Regions from separate parts of the Zea mays genome. Here all the other regions are linked to region 3. A link is a contact called in public Hi-C data. All regions are on one chromosome and are shown on one strand. The core of a region is the stretch at or near the end of the contact, and the rest is flanking DNA. Distances in the headings are between cores, read along the strand shown. Region 1 holds the start of LOC100192075 (hexokinase1). Region 2 holds the start of LOC100192491. Region 3 holds the start of LOC542747 (eukaryotic initiation factor 3).

The links. Hi-C and Micro-C count contacts between places; a contact is called where the count stands out from the background.
Region 1: a Hi-C map of tassel shows a contact between it and region 3, with 4 times the contacts expected there. The contact joins the promoter of LOC100192075 here to the promoter of LOC542747 in region 3. A contact is called at or near these places in 3 of 25 Hi-C or Micro-C datasets (endosperm, leaf and tassel).
Region 2: a Hi-C map of endosperm shows a contact between it and region 3, with 5 times the contacts expected there. The contact joins the promoter of LOC100192491 here to the promoter of LOC542747 in region 3. A contact is called at or near these places in 3 of 25 Hi-C or Micro-C datasets (endosperm, leaf and seedling).

The regions. Positions count from the first base shown.
Region 1 is chr3:7,007,567-7,012,174 of Zm-B73-REFERENCE-NAM-5.0, forward strand. It overlaps LOC100192075 (hexokinase1), which reads left to right and starts at 2,488. Exons shown (of 10, transcript NM_001137498.1): 1 at 2,488-2,705; 2 at 3,164-3,386; 3 at 3,863-4,013; 4 at 4,088-4,270; 5 at 4,494-4,568. The coding sequence starts at 3,199.
Region 2 is chr3:7,601,580-7,606,401 of Zm-B73-REFERENCE-NAM-5.0, forward strand. It overlaps LOC100192491, which reads right to left and starts at 2,921. Exons shown (of 22, transcript NM_001350132.1): 1 at 1,940-2,921; 2 at 935-1,050; 3 at 201-409. The coding sequence starts at 2,775.
Region 3 is chr3:7,314,051-7,318,437 of Zm-B73-REFERENCE-NAM-5.0, forward strand. LOC542747 (eukaryotic initiation factor 3) reads left to right here and starts at 1,622. Exons shown (of 14, transcript NM_001112256.2): 1 at 1,622-1,743; 2 at 1,888-1,969; 3 at 2,778-3,259; 4 at 3,687-3,902; 5 at 3,986-4,348. The coding sequence starts at 1,924.

The DNA.
Region 1 (4,608 bases), core at 1,238-3,737, 310 kb before region 3:
AACATTGCATAAGACAAAGTGAGGTGGATCCTCACGCTCTCATGCTCTCGAGCACAAGCCAAGAAAGCCTAAGTTTCGTCCTTACATCCCTAACTCACCTTTCATTATGAGTTAGAGAAGGCTTGCGCTTGGCACGCATGGCTTATGCACCTCTCCAAGTAAGTTTGTTTGGTTTGCTTCACCTTAGCTTTTACCATTGGGGTATCCCTTTACTATAATAGTTGCATCCCTTTCACAATGCTCATGTTTACGATCAATCTTTTTACATTGTAACCCTCAAACCTATTTAATTAATACCTTACAAGTAATGTCAATTTCCCCCGAATTAATTATAGAAAGTTGCCCATGCTACTTTGACTCTCGTCCTATGTTTGTAAAGCCTTTACCTAGGACAATACCCTCTCGACTAGTCTTCTGAGTTCCCAACACTCTAAACGTGCCGTAAGCCTTTGAAATAATAAGCAACTCTAATGATTACCCATCTATCAATTGAATGGGAGTGCTTACGATAACAACTAAAACATCTCGAGCGTGGTGACCATCTAATGGTGCAACACACAATCCACTAGAAGACCAATGACACATCGCCATGCAAACATGACATATCCATGCTTCACCCAACATATTTTATGTATCATTCCTCCTCACTCATTCTACTCCCTAGCTACTTCCTAAAAAAGTGTCTCCTATACTTAGGCAGGTTTTCCTATACAAGGGATTACTTATCGAGCCTCTCTTATAGAAATGCTCGTTAAGATCCTATTCATATTAGTAAATCACTTAGTAATCACATCTTCGATGTATGTAGCAGGTCTTGTTATCTAAATGCATGCAATCAATTTGTATACTTGAAATCAGATTACATAAAGATGGTTGTTTTGTTTGACATATAACCGTTGTAGACTCAAGATGAGAAGATCAAGAAAAGAGAAGGGTAAAGAATGTCATATATCTCAAGAGCTAGATAATTTTCTGATAAACAAGTTGGAATTGCCTCAGCAAAAATGGATGGAATTGGACCAAAAAAGTTATTTAGTTTTGTTGTTGATTATACATCAGTGGAAACATCAAGATTCATGAGTCAACCAAGTATCACATTGACCAAATTGAACAAACGATAGATCAAGGTTGTGTTCATTGAGAATGTAATACGGGAGAATGAACATACATTAAACAGTAAATTTCTATTTCCTTTTATAGCAAAAAATCATGTACTAATGCAGAACAAACAAGATGTTCACACACGTTCATTTACTTCTCGTGACTAATCTCATAGGCTACACACAATTGCTCTATAGTGACAAAAATGTGATGCTCTAAGTGTCATGCTCATGTGTGGATGGTTGGAAAGATGACATTACTTGTGCATGATTGGTACGAGAGGTTGTCGAGTGTTATGCTAATGCGAGACGAGTCACACGTTAACGTGCTCCTTTTAGCTCTTACCAGCATTCATTGTCACTTTAGTCACCACGTGAGGTGCACGCCTGATGATGCATGCAAGACTTATCCTCTTCCACTCTCCGATATAGCTATGGAAAGGCGAGACCCACGATGTTCTCTAGTCGTGACATCGATCTTGTTGGTTTCCCCCTCCACTAACCTAGCCAAAGGTCGAAGTGTTCAAGTAGGTATATGTTCTATAATGGAGTCAATGGTGGCATTTTTTGGCAGGTTGTTGTCCCTCCAAACCGCTGACGCCATCCTGCGTGTCATAGCCTATGCAATGATATCCTTATGGGGTACGTTTCTTCCCACAAGTTTGGTTGCTAGTTTTATTTATTTTTCTATGTGTGTGGGTGGGTGGGTGGGTGGGGGGGTATTGCTACCTTGTCGATGTGGGTTTCTAATGTCTGTTACCCGGCCATTAGAACTTGAATGTATCAATTACTTCTTTTCTTAGCAAGAAAGGGACCTTGCCAAAGGCCATTCAACATGTGTTGTTGATGATGATTCTATCACCTTATATGATTGGAATTTGAAGGCGTCGGTCACTTCTTTCCCTAATTTGCAAGGCAATGTCCTTGCCTATTGTTCATGGATGCGGAGACACATCCTTAACATCGTATGTCCATCTCGAGTACTTTACTCTGATCAGCTTCGACAAGGCTATATCATTCATTCTAGGTTTGAAGGAGGGTGAAAGAGAAGTTTCAAAACCTGCAAGGACTTTGTTTCTTAGTCTCAGTGGGTCTTCCTGTATCGGGTTGTTTGCGTAAGTTAAATAGTGCATTAATATTAATATCAGTCCAACTCCAACGAAGTTTCCTTTAAGAAAACAAAATCCTACGCGGGCGCATGCAGTAATCGGATATACACGTACTTGGATAGTTGGATGGCAGTTGGCAATAAAAGGCGTGCATGACACGTTCGCTGTGTACAGGCTAAGCCATCTGTCATCGCTCTTAACCCCACGTAGCAGCAATCCAACGCGCCCACCTCCGTCCATAAATCCACAAGGCCCCCGGAGTCTCTGCCCAGCGGGCCCGGCAGTCCCACAAGATCACAGCACATACGCTTCCTCCATTCCACTCGGCCGCGACCGCGACCGCGACGGCGAGCGAGGGGCCGAGGTGGGACGCCGCGCCGCTTCTGCAGAAAGAAAAAGGCCAGGTGAGGTGCTCGACGCGGGAGCGGGACCGGAGTAGCGCCAGCGTCCCATTCCCGGCCAACCTCCCTGTTCATCTCCATGCCGACCTGACTCGGTATGATAAGATCCATGTGATCCAGAGCCTGATCCGAACACGATCCCTTTCTCCCCTTTCCCTGCGTAGTGCGGAGCTCCAGTGAAGGAACCAAACAGCGCAACACACGAACACACCAGGCGGCAGGCTCCACCCCGTCCTTTTCCTGCCTTTTCCCCCCGTCGAGTTAATCCATCCAGTCGCCAAAAGCTTTGCTAAATTTCACGTGTCTCGCCTCGAGTCGTCCCTAATCCGACGATGCCTTGTTCTACTCCTAAAAAAACCCAAATATCCTGACTTTCTCTTGCTGCTAGCCTCCCTTTTCCCTTCTCCCTTAATCGCACTGTTGGAAGCTCTTCGCTGTCACCCCCACCCACCTCCGGCGCTCTTTTTTAGCATTTTCCTTGGGCTCTGGACTCCAAAATCCCAGCCTTTTGTTTGCTTCTCTGTCTCCTGCTGATTGGTGTCCCCGGGTCCAGGACTCTTGATTTGCTCCTCGCGGGGGTTCGGTCCCATGGCGGCAGCTGCGCTGGCAATGGCAGAGCAGGTGGTGGCCGAGCTCCGAGTGAGGTGTGAGACGCCGCCGTCGATGCTGCGCGAGGTGGCCGTGGAGATGGCCCGCGAGATGGGCGCGGGGCTGGAGAAGGACGGCGGGAGCAGGGTCAAGATGCTCCTCTCCTACGTCGATAAGCTCCCCACAGGGTTCGTGCTTCTGAACCTGTCTTTCTTGCTCTGTTTGTATGATGATCAGAGGATGATTTTGCGTCCTGTTGCTTGTTTGGTAGTCCTAACAATAACAGGATGGTGTAAAGACCTCGTTCAGGAAACAGTATTTTGTAGAAAGTCGTGATGTGTTCCTTCCATGCTCGGCATCACTATTATTGAGAGGATATAGCATATCAACATGTTTCTGTTTTTTTATTCTTTTTGGTAATAATTTATATGACTGGATTTGAGAACGATGTATCTATGGAATGAATTTGGCCATCATATGCAATAGATTCTACGTCTGAATCTGATAGCATAAAAGGACTATCCAACTGTACAGTGATTTATGTGAGCTTCAAGCTACCTGATGCATATAGACATAATCTAAGGATAATTGTTGTAAAGAGGCAGGCAAATCCATCTGCCTTGAGCACACCGTTACAGTATTTTACTTGTACCACTGACTTCAGGAGAGAGGAAGGATTATTCTATGGATTGGACCTAGGAGGAACGAATTTCCGCGTCTTGAAAGTGCAACTAGGTGGGAATGCGAAGCATGTCGTTGACCGTGACTCCAGAGAAGTCGGCATTCCGCCACATCTGATGTCAGGGAGCTCCTCGGTAAGTATAGCCGTCAAGAATTCAGTTAATGCGGTTTGTTTTTAATCTGACAGTATGCTTTTACAACATCCTAGGAGCTTTTTGGTTTCATTGCTTCTGAATTGGCCAAGTTTGTTGACGATGATGAGAAGTGCGCTAACATTTCGAATGGCAAGAAGCGAGAAATAGGGTTCACGTTTTCGTTCCCAGTGAAGCAGCGTTCTGTAGCTTCCGGTACGCTTGTCAAGTGGACAAAGGCATTTTCCATTAATGATGCTGTAAGTCTTGATGTGCCCATATGCCAAACTTGTCTGTGTTCAACGTGAAAGGTTTTGTTAACTGAAGCTTCTCGAAGATCTTGTATTGCTACCCCATTTATGATCATAGTGATCTTTATCCTGAAGCTATTTTTAGTAACAATGTTTTATTGGATCAAGTGTACGCACTGAAATGGTTTCTTATTGAAAACGCTCCGTTAAATTGATGTTTGTATGGAATCAGGTAGGCGAAGATGTGGTGGCTGAACTGCAAACAGCCATGGAGAAGCAAGGTCTGGACATGCATGTAGCTGCATTGGTGAGTGTTGTCAACATATTTTTTTTTATACTCCATCAGT
Region 2 (4,822 bases), core at 1,671-4,170, 290 kb after region 3:
CGTACAGCCTATGTTTACAACCAAAATGCATATATGTATTCATAAAGGATATATAATTTGACGATAGACTGAAGAGCAGGAAAGCATAAGACTATAGACCTCAACAAGAAAATGTCAGAAAACCAATTAAATGTTACAAAAGACATCATGGTTGGTACTTGGTAGAGTGTTAATCAAGATAGCATTACAAAGCCACATACCTGAACGCGACTCCAGAGCAAGGGGACAGCAACTTTGGCACGATTTCTTACAAAAACATTTGTCCACAGTGGTTGATTTGGAAACTCCAAAAGAAGAGTGTCTGTTTGTGTACTCAGATTGTTGTTACTGACAATAAGACTTTTTGGTACTGCTTCATAAAGAGTTCCAGCAGCTCCTGCATTATCTGGACAGCCTGAACTCCTTCCCCCTGAAAAAAATGACAGACATTAATTTCAAACAAAATAAAACAATAAGGTCATCTCATCTTAACAATAACTTTAGACGTGTGGTCTGTATCACAATCGCTAGAAAAATACCAAGAGTAGGAGTTTCATGGCACACATTTCACATATGGAGGTTAAGAGTTAGAGTGAAAAGGAACAGTACAATGCTTCTATAGATAACTAAAAAAAATTTTATTGTCATGATACAAGCAGCACATGGCATGCAGATCTCCTGCAAATGTAGACCTGTTAAACCTAAATCACAAGAATACAAGAGAGAAGAAGTAGAGATCAATTCAGAGCGGATCCTAGATAGGTTTAGAATGAAGCAACAGCATACAACCAAAGGTAAAATAGCAGAACTGATAACCATAAAGTGAAACAGATAGTAAAGAACTATATGCATCTTTGATCTTTCTACTTGCAGTTCTTCAAACAGTGATAACTGTTAACACTAAAAACAAATCAAGTCAGAAAACAGAATTCAGTGTGAACTTAGAGAAAGTTACCGTGAACAAAAATCTGGGTGTCATCATGTCTACTAAAAACGTTAATAGAAACTCGCCCTCCACCTCCCCCAGCCAAACCATCACCCCCAGAGGCACTGATCTTGCCACCACCATGCCTGTTGCCAGCAGAGGATAAGAAGAGATGAAAAAAACTGCAATGGCTTACTAAATATCCTGAAGTACAAAACCTTATAATAAGCACTAAGCAGATCTAGTGATCTACAGCAAAACAAACTTGCAAATGAATAGAAATTCATCCACTGCCCCTTTTCTTACATAATAATATACCATTATGAGATTATGACTAGTATAGAACTATTGCTTGACTCACTCACCAATTAATCATGTGCATCACTCATCTACTCTCAATGAATCCATGAGGGTGATCCTATCTTACCCTAACTTTCTATGCACATAGAAATCCTAAAATCTTGGTGATTGGACAGAACTAAGTTTCAAAGCATAGCATCAAACTGACAGTGACTACACTGACACTAGGCTTCCCAAAAAATACAACAAACATGGATTCACAATTTAGAAATCTGAGAATTGTTGTTTCTTATTTCAGTATATCAAATAAATGAACTAATTTGCCCTAAATGCATATCTGCAAGGGGGAGAAGAGCGGCCTTCATCTATTGCCTCTTAGCCCACTATATCTGGGTACAAACATGGCCAAGAATGACTATTATGTCTGGTTCATTTAAACTACAGGACCTATCAATGCTTTCTGCTGGACTTCAGTTGGTAAATGTTTTTCAAACTTCAACTTAATTCCACTATATTTCTCACCAATTTATTCTGCTGGTCTTCCCAATTGGTAACTGTTTTCCAAATTCTACTTGACTCAGCTTGCATTCCCACATCTCAAATCACTTAGCATAAAGAAAGCAGAACAGAAAATCATTCCACAAACACTACTTGATTAACTAAGCTTGCATTCCCATATCTCAATTCACTTAGCATAAAGAAAGAAGAACAAAAAATCATTCCACAAACACTCACATCGATGCAGCCCTTATAAAGATGCTCCCTCCAGAACCACCACCACCCTTCTCATTGCTATCCCCACCGTTGGCGAGAACTGTGCCATTCATGACCAGGTCCTCAGCAAACAGCCACACGATGCCACCACCGTCACCACCATAGTCCTTCTCAACGCTGGTCGAGCCCCCTTTGCTCCCGTAGCTCCAGGGGTGTTCGAGGTCAGACCATGCATAGGCATCGCCGCCCCATGAATCCTCCTGCGTCTGCCCTTCCTTGACGAAGCAGCTGGCGCCACGACCACCGTGCCCGCCACCGTCGCCGTGCGTCCCCGTGGGAACGCCACTGGTCCGGTCTGGCGGATCACCAGCGAGCGCGGTGGTATTCACGACGACCGTGTCGGCGACCGTGATGTTGGTGGCAACCAGCGAGACCCTGCCGGCTGTGACGCGGACGCCGCGGCTGAGGCGCACCTCGCCTGAGAAATTGGCGGATATAACGCACCCGTACTTCTCGCAGGTCAGGGAGGCGCCAGAGAGGAGCACGAGGCTGCCGTTCCCCGTGATGTAGACGTCGCCGTCCAGCTCCACTTCCTCGGAGACCTCGCAGCGCGTGTGGAAGTCACCCTTCCCGTGGAGGTCCCCCTCACATGTCGCCGTCGGCGACGGCGGGTCCGGGGGCGGGAGCGGGGGCGACGGCGGCGAGTAGTCGTGCCACATCAGGATCGAGTACGGGTCCGGGTCCGCCCGATCTGAAGCCTCCGCTCCGCCGCCCCGGCCGAGGCCGCCGTTCCCGAGAACCGCGCCGAGCAGCAGCAAGAGTCGGAGATTGAAGAGGGGACAGATATGACAGGCCATGGAGGGCTCATCAGAATCCAGGCTCTAGGGGTTGGTAGCGCAGTACTGTCTCCGGACGCCGCGCTTGTAGTGGCCGCCGGCGATGGCGGCGGCGGCGGCGGAGGCGGGTGTTCCTGGAGTGGGTTTGGTGTCGATTTGGGTTTAACTCATTTTTCCCCTTTCGACTTTGCTCCGTTTCTCTCGCGCATTTTGATGTTCGTTTTTTGGAGAGGAAGGGTGTGGAGGGAGAAGGGTGTTACGCCGTTGGATTCACCTCTAGATTCGTATAGCAGGGGTCGGGACGTCGGGTTCGCTCGCGTGTGTGGACACAACACAAGTGGAGCACGAGCGGTGGGTTTTCTCACTTGTCTGTTTGTTTTTAAAATTTACTGCTCTTTACATTAGTCACATGCCGGTGCGTACAATTCCTATATATATTAAACTATATTATGGTAAAACACAAAAGTATATGTATTGAATTGGCTAGGTGAATGTAAATATAGTGTTTTTATAATTCTCTTGGTTAGATAATAAGGGCTTGTTTGATTGGGTTATAATATATCTAGATTATATAATCTCGTTTAGTTTAAAATAAAATATGCTGGCAGTCCCTAAACTTATGAACCTATATCAGACAGGTTTCTAAACTCTTAAGGGCTAGTTTGGGAACATCGTTTTTCCAAAGGATTACAATTTTCCCTTGAGAAAATGAACTAATTTCCCTTGGGAAAATTGGATTTCCTTGGGAAAACGGTGTTCCCAAACTAGCCCTAAAATGAAACAATAATCTAGTGTCATTTAGGTTCAAATGGGTGTGTGGCGCGTGTTTAGCTGACATGGCTTCGCCACAAAGTCGCCTACGTGGCTGGTAAAGGATTTTTTTTTGCACGCACCCCCTTGTAATCGCTTCAGAGTCCACGCCTTTTTTTTCAAAGTCTCAAAGACATGATACATTTGTCTCTCTTTTTATAGCTCATGCTTGTTTATCTTTCTAATTTCCTTGAGACGATAGCAAAAAAGGTTGGCACGTAATTTACGAGCTTCTCAAGAAAAAAACTGAAAAGGTTATGTATTTTTCTCAGACATGTAGAAATGTTATATATAACTATATTAAAACAATATATAAAAAATATATGAAACATATACCTACAACACATACATATACAACAACAACACTATCGACGTGATTTGTTGGCCGATTTACTCGCGTCGAGCTCCCGCCACCTGCTCCATTAGGGAAGCTCCCTCATCGCATCTCCGCACATATAGGCTACGCCCATGTTATAATATTGGAGAAATAAGTGACATGCTTTCAAGATATTTAACTAGATTAAATATTCTAATTCCGAATAAAACAAGCATAGAACTCAGATAAATGTCATATATAATTATTGCAGCAATGAACAGTAGCAATTCTAGAACATGTAAATATGTAAAATAGCATCTCAGGTCTATTTTATAATTAAACATGGCTTGCAGATGAAGAAGGCAGATTAAACAAATAAACATGATTGTTTATCTTAAAATATTGCTCTCAAAATAGCGGGTTGCTGTAATAAACAGCCCTCCAACGCTAAAAGGTGATCAGAGATCCTCGACTAACGTGACAGTCCTATCTTACCAAATTAGGGTTTTAGATCAGATGTAATAAGCCTAATAATCAAGTATAAATACTAATAGTAAGGAGTTGTGTACTAAATAAAACAACAGAATTTAACACAGGTAAACAGCCTCAAAAAGTGAGATTTAATTAGGCACAAATAATATCAATGCTGAAAATGATAATACACTAAAACACAGACTGTCACGTTGTCTCACTACACCGCTATCATCTATGAGCACACAAATCCGCCCACAAATAGTGCAATCACACCCAAGTATTGAATACTAGCAGATTGCACAAAATTACTCAATAAATTAAGAGAGGCAATGGGTAACTCACAGCACGTAGATTGTCTACGTGGAAAGACCAGCTTAGCGAACACAAGGTTCTGTCCCAGAAAACCAATTCCGCCGCCCACGTCCGGGCCTGCACGGCAGTAGGTTGACAGAGATACTAAAGCCGCTG
Region 3 (4,387 bases), core at 372-2,871:
TAATGTTTTTATCCTCTTGATTCTCGTGTTTTGATGTCAATCTACAATAACAAAGTAATAATGCAACATTTAATAACCAACATATAGTGGAAATGGGAGAATAGGGGAGAAGAGAATACTCACAAATCACCGAATCGGTGGGACAATGAAATGGCTAGTGCCTGGTGATGTTGTCTAAGACTTTGGAGAGTTCAGAGTTCAGAGAATACTTATAAATCACTGACTCAGTGGGACAACTTGTTTGCTCTCTGATGTGGACTGATGACCTTTGAGAGTTCAGAGTTAGAGTCCTAATTCTTGCACCAAGACAGCCGAACAGGAAGGGGAAGCCGCCAAGCCGGCAAGCCGGCGCGACACCGTGATTCTGGACTGAGACTGCCGTATGGAACAATGGGTGGCTCCGTGGCTGACCTGTGGACGCCGGAGTTGGTGACGCCGCCGACCGCCGTGGAGGAGCCGAGCCGCCGGCGAGGAGCAGAAAACAAATGCCCGCTACGAACCGTGGAGGGAGGCAGGAAGCAGGGCGTAGGGCCACAGGGAGGTGAGGAGGTCGCTGACTGCCCAGCTTGCTGGTTGCTAGATCCATGGAGGGCGTGCAGCGGCCGTCGAGCTTGTCGTAGTGGGCACCGGCGACCAGCCGTCGACCTCGAGTCCTTGAGCAAGCAACAGAATGCGAGCCGCCATGGCAAGGTTGAGGCTAGGTCCATCAGGGTTGCAGTTGCCATATGCCCAGGCTTCAAGTGGAGAGGAAGGATAAATGGGCCAGAATTTTTTGGATGAAAAAACCTAAGTATAAATGGATATTTGGGCCACGACCCGGGCCATGACCCAGGTGGCCCGAGACCCAAATCCGCCCCTGTATGTAAGTGATAATCCGAATTGCTAGAACAAATTTAATATTTTGAAATAGATATGTATAAAATTTGATGTTGATATTTTTATGTTATCAAGCACATTATTATAAATAAGAATATTTTTTTTGCATAAATTGTTGTATGCATTATTTGCTCCATACAACAAAAAATTTTAAAAACCAAATTTGTATCCGAATTCATACCGAATTTTAAATCTATCATTTAAGAAATTATATAATAATTTTGTGAATTTTCTTTTATGGATTTTTACATGTTTAATGCTTAAAAACAAGAATATAATATTGCATATTACGATCAAAGTAAAAGACACAAAATCGGTATCTAAATAGTTATCGTTTTCATCCTGTCCGCAGCCACCGTGGCCTCGTCACGGGAGCCTAGGCCCTAGAGGCAGGGCGTTGGCGAGGTCGAGCGAGTCCGCGAGGCGGGCGGCCGTGGTGGCGTTGACGAGGGGGGAGTCGGAGTCGGAGTCGGAGTCGGAGTCCAGTTTGTTATGCAACACCGTCGCGACGCACAAGACTCCGATCTCACGGAAGAAATTTCCACCCCGTTTTTTTGGGAATCCATACTGAACCTCGGATCCATGATCAAGGGATGAAAATTATCCATGATGACGTCATAGCATGGTTGTGTTGCGCAGATATCTCCGGCCGTTTGGAAGGAGAAGGCCTATTAAAGGCCCAACTATACACAGGCCGCCTATATAAAAGGAGAGAACTAACCCTAAACTCCCAACCTTCGCCTCTCCTCCCGTTGTCAGCCGCCGTGCCTGTTCTCTCTGCCTTTCTAAAAGTGCGGCGACTGGTTGGGCTGCCGCCGACTGCCGGGGCCTTCGCCGACCTCTTCGCCGGCGAAGAGGTCCCATCAGGTATTGCCAAAATGAGTTCCCAAACTCTAATCTCAAACTATTTGGCTGTTTGATCGATGCCTGTTAGCTTCTAAGTTTTTTGCAAAAAAATATCGGGTGTACATGCCTTTGCTAGATCCCACCCTAACTGTTGGTGTGGTGCAGGAGAAGGAGTAGATCGTCGACCCAGAACCCTCGCTGATGGCGACTTTCGCGAAACCTGAGAACGCGCTGAAGAGAGCCGAAGGTGAGTTGCTGGGACTTGGGATCGATTTTTATCTGCGGGTGGTAGTTGTTGATGCTATGCCTGCTGCATGCGGGATTTGTCAGACCCTTGCGAATTAGCATAGCGTGAAGATGATGCGTGTGTTACTTGCTCTGATTGAATAGGGAATGTTTACTGCTGACGAATCTATTTACTGCTTGGTTCTAAATGTTAGTTTAGTTTGAAAGTTGGAATATTGACTACATTGATATTGTTACATTGATTAGGTGAACCTTGCTTCCTGCATACAAATAAATATTAGCCAGTTGTCTGTTCTCATTACATGAGGTATTTTGTCCCATTGAGATTTTTGTTTTGTTTTGTTTTGATGAATTATGTCATGCAATTGGTGGGAAGATAGAGAGAAATAGAGGAGTAGGTACAAGATGAGTTCAAAGTTTTGATCAAATTCCTAAAGAAATTCGTGATTTTTGGGTTTTTGCATAGGTGAACCAAAAAATTCAGTTAGAAATACTTAAAAATGCTACAATGTATATCGAAGTTAACACACCACTACACCTATCTTTAATAATTTGTGAAAAGCGTCCAGCCCTCCAGCATATGATATCTAGGGATAAAATCCCACTCCACTAAATGGAACCTTGTAAAGTTTATGCAACATAAAAATGATTTGTTTAATTTACCTGAAAACAACCAGGAAGGCTGGAATTTGAGGATTCTTGTGACTGTCAATTAAAAAACATGGTTGCAAATTCTTAAGAATCTGCTCGTATTGGTGTGTTGTCATAAAAGATGTGTATGCTGATCGCTTCCTCTGCTTTTATTTCAGAATTAATCCATGTTGGTCAAAAGCAGTCAGCCCTGCAGGCTTTACATGATCTCATTACCTCGAAAAGGTACAGGTCATGGCAGAAGCCTCTCGAAAAGATCATGATGAAGTATGTAGAACTCTGTGTTGACCTGAGGAAAGGCAGATTTGCAAAAGATGGTCTTATTCAGTATAGGATTGTCTGCCAGCAAGTAAACGTGTCATCCTTGGAGGATGTCATAAAGCACTTCATGCAGCTTTCAAATGAGAAAGCTGAACAAGCTAAGAGTCAGGTCGAAGCACTGGAAGATGCTCTGGATGTCGAAGATCTTGAAGCAGACAAGCGTCCCGAGGACCTCATGCTCAGTTTTGTCAGTGGGGAGAAAGGAAAGGACCGATCAGATAAAGAGGTTGTAACTCCATGGTTTAAGTTCCTCTGGGAGACATACAGGACTGTTCTAGAGATACTAAGGAACAATTCAAAGCTTGAAGCGTTATATGCTGTAAGCTATTCTCTTATGAGCATTTTGTTGCTTGCTTCTGTTGAATTTACTTTGTATGTGGCACATAAATTTTCCATGGTATTGGTACAACACATTACCATTTGCATAGTTTTTATTACTGAGAATTTACATCTTTTTTCCTCTCCATTTAACAACCATTATTCAGATGTATGTGCCAATTCAACCATTTTTTTACCTGAATTCAGCCTTTTTGCTATTATAAATGGTATCTAGCTGTCAAAATATATCTTGTGAACTCAATAGCTTAATGTACTGGCTGATATTTTGGTTAAACAGCTTGTCATTACTGACTTTCCTATTCGATCATGTGCCTACTGTTAACTTGCATTCCGATTTTCTCATTCTACAATTTCTCCAGAAAATACCATGAGTAGATTTTGTGACTGATTAACTTTCTAATATGCAGATGACTGCTCATAGGGCTTTTCAATTCTGTAAACAGTATAAGAGAACAACTGAATTCCGTAGGTTGTGTGAGATCATCAGAAATCATCTTGCTAATCTCAACAAATATCGCGATCAAAGAGATCGTCCTGATCTGACTGCACCTGAAAGTTTACAACTGTATCTTGATACACGTGTTGAGCAGCTTAAAGTTGCTACAGAACTCTCCCTTTGGCAGGTTTGTTCCATTACTTATGTATTTTAATTAATTCTTTACCCATATACAAATGCTACATTCCTTGAATTGTCCCTGGATTGCAGGAAGCCTTCCGATCGGTGGAAGATATCCATGGTTTGATGACCATGGTGAAGAAAATGCCAAAACCATCTATCTTGGTGGTCTATTATGCAAAGTTGACTGAGATCTTCTGGATATCGGACAGCCACTTATATCATGCGTATGCGTGGCTCAAGCTTTTCAACTTGCAGAAGAGCTACAATAAAAACTTGTCTCAGAAGGATCTACAGTTAATAGCATCTTCTGTTTTACTTGCTGCACTATCCGTGTCACCTTATGACAAAAAATATGGTGCATTTGAGACAGAGAATGAGAAAGAGCGCAACATGCGTCTGTCCAACCTTGTTAACTTTTCGCTTGATAACAAGCGTGAAAACAGGGAAATGGTTTGTTATCCAAACTGTTTGTGAATTAAATAGCATGTT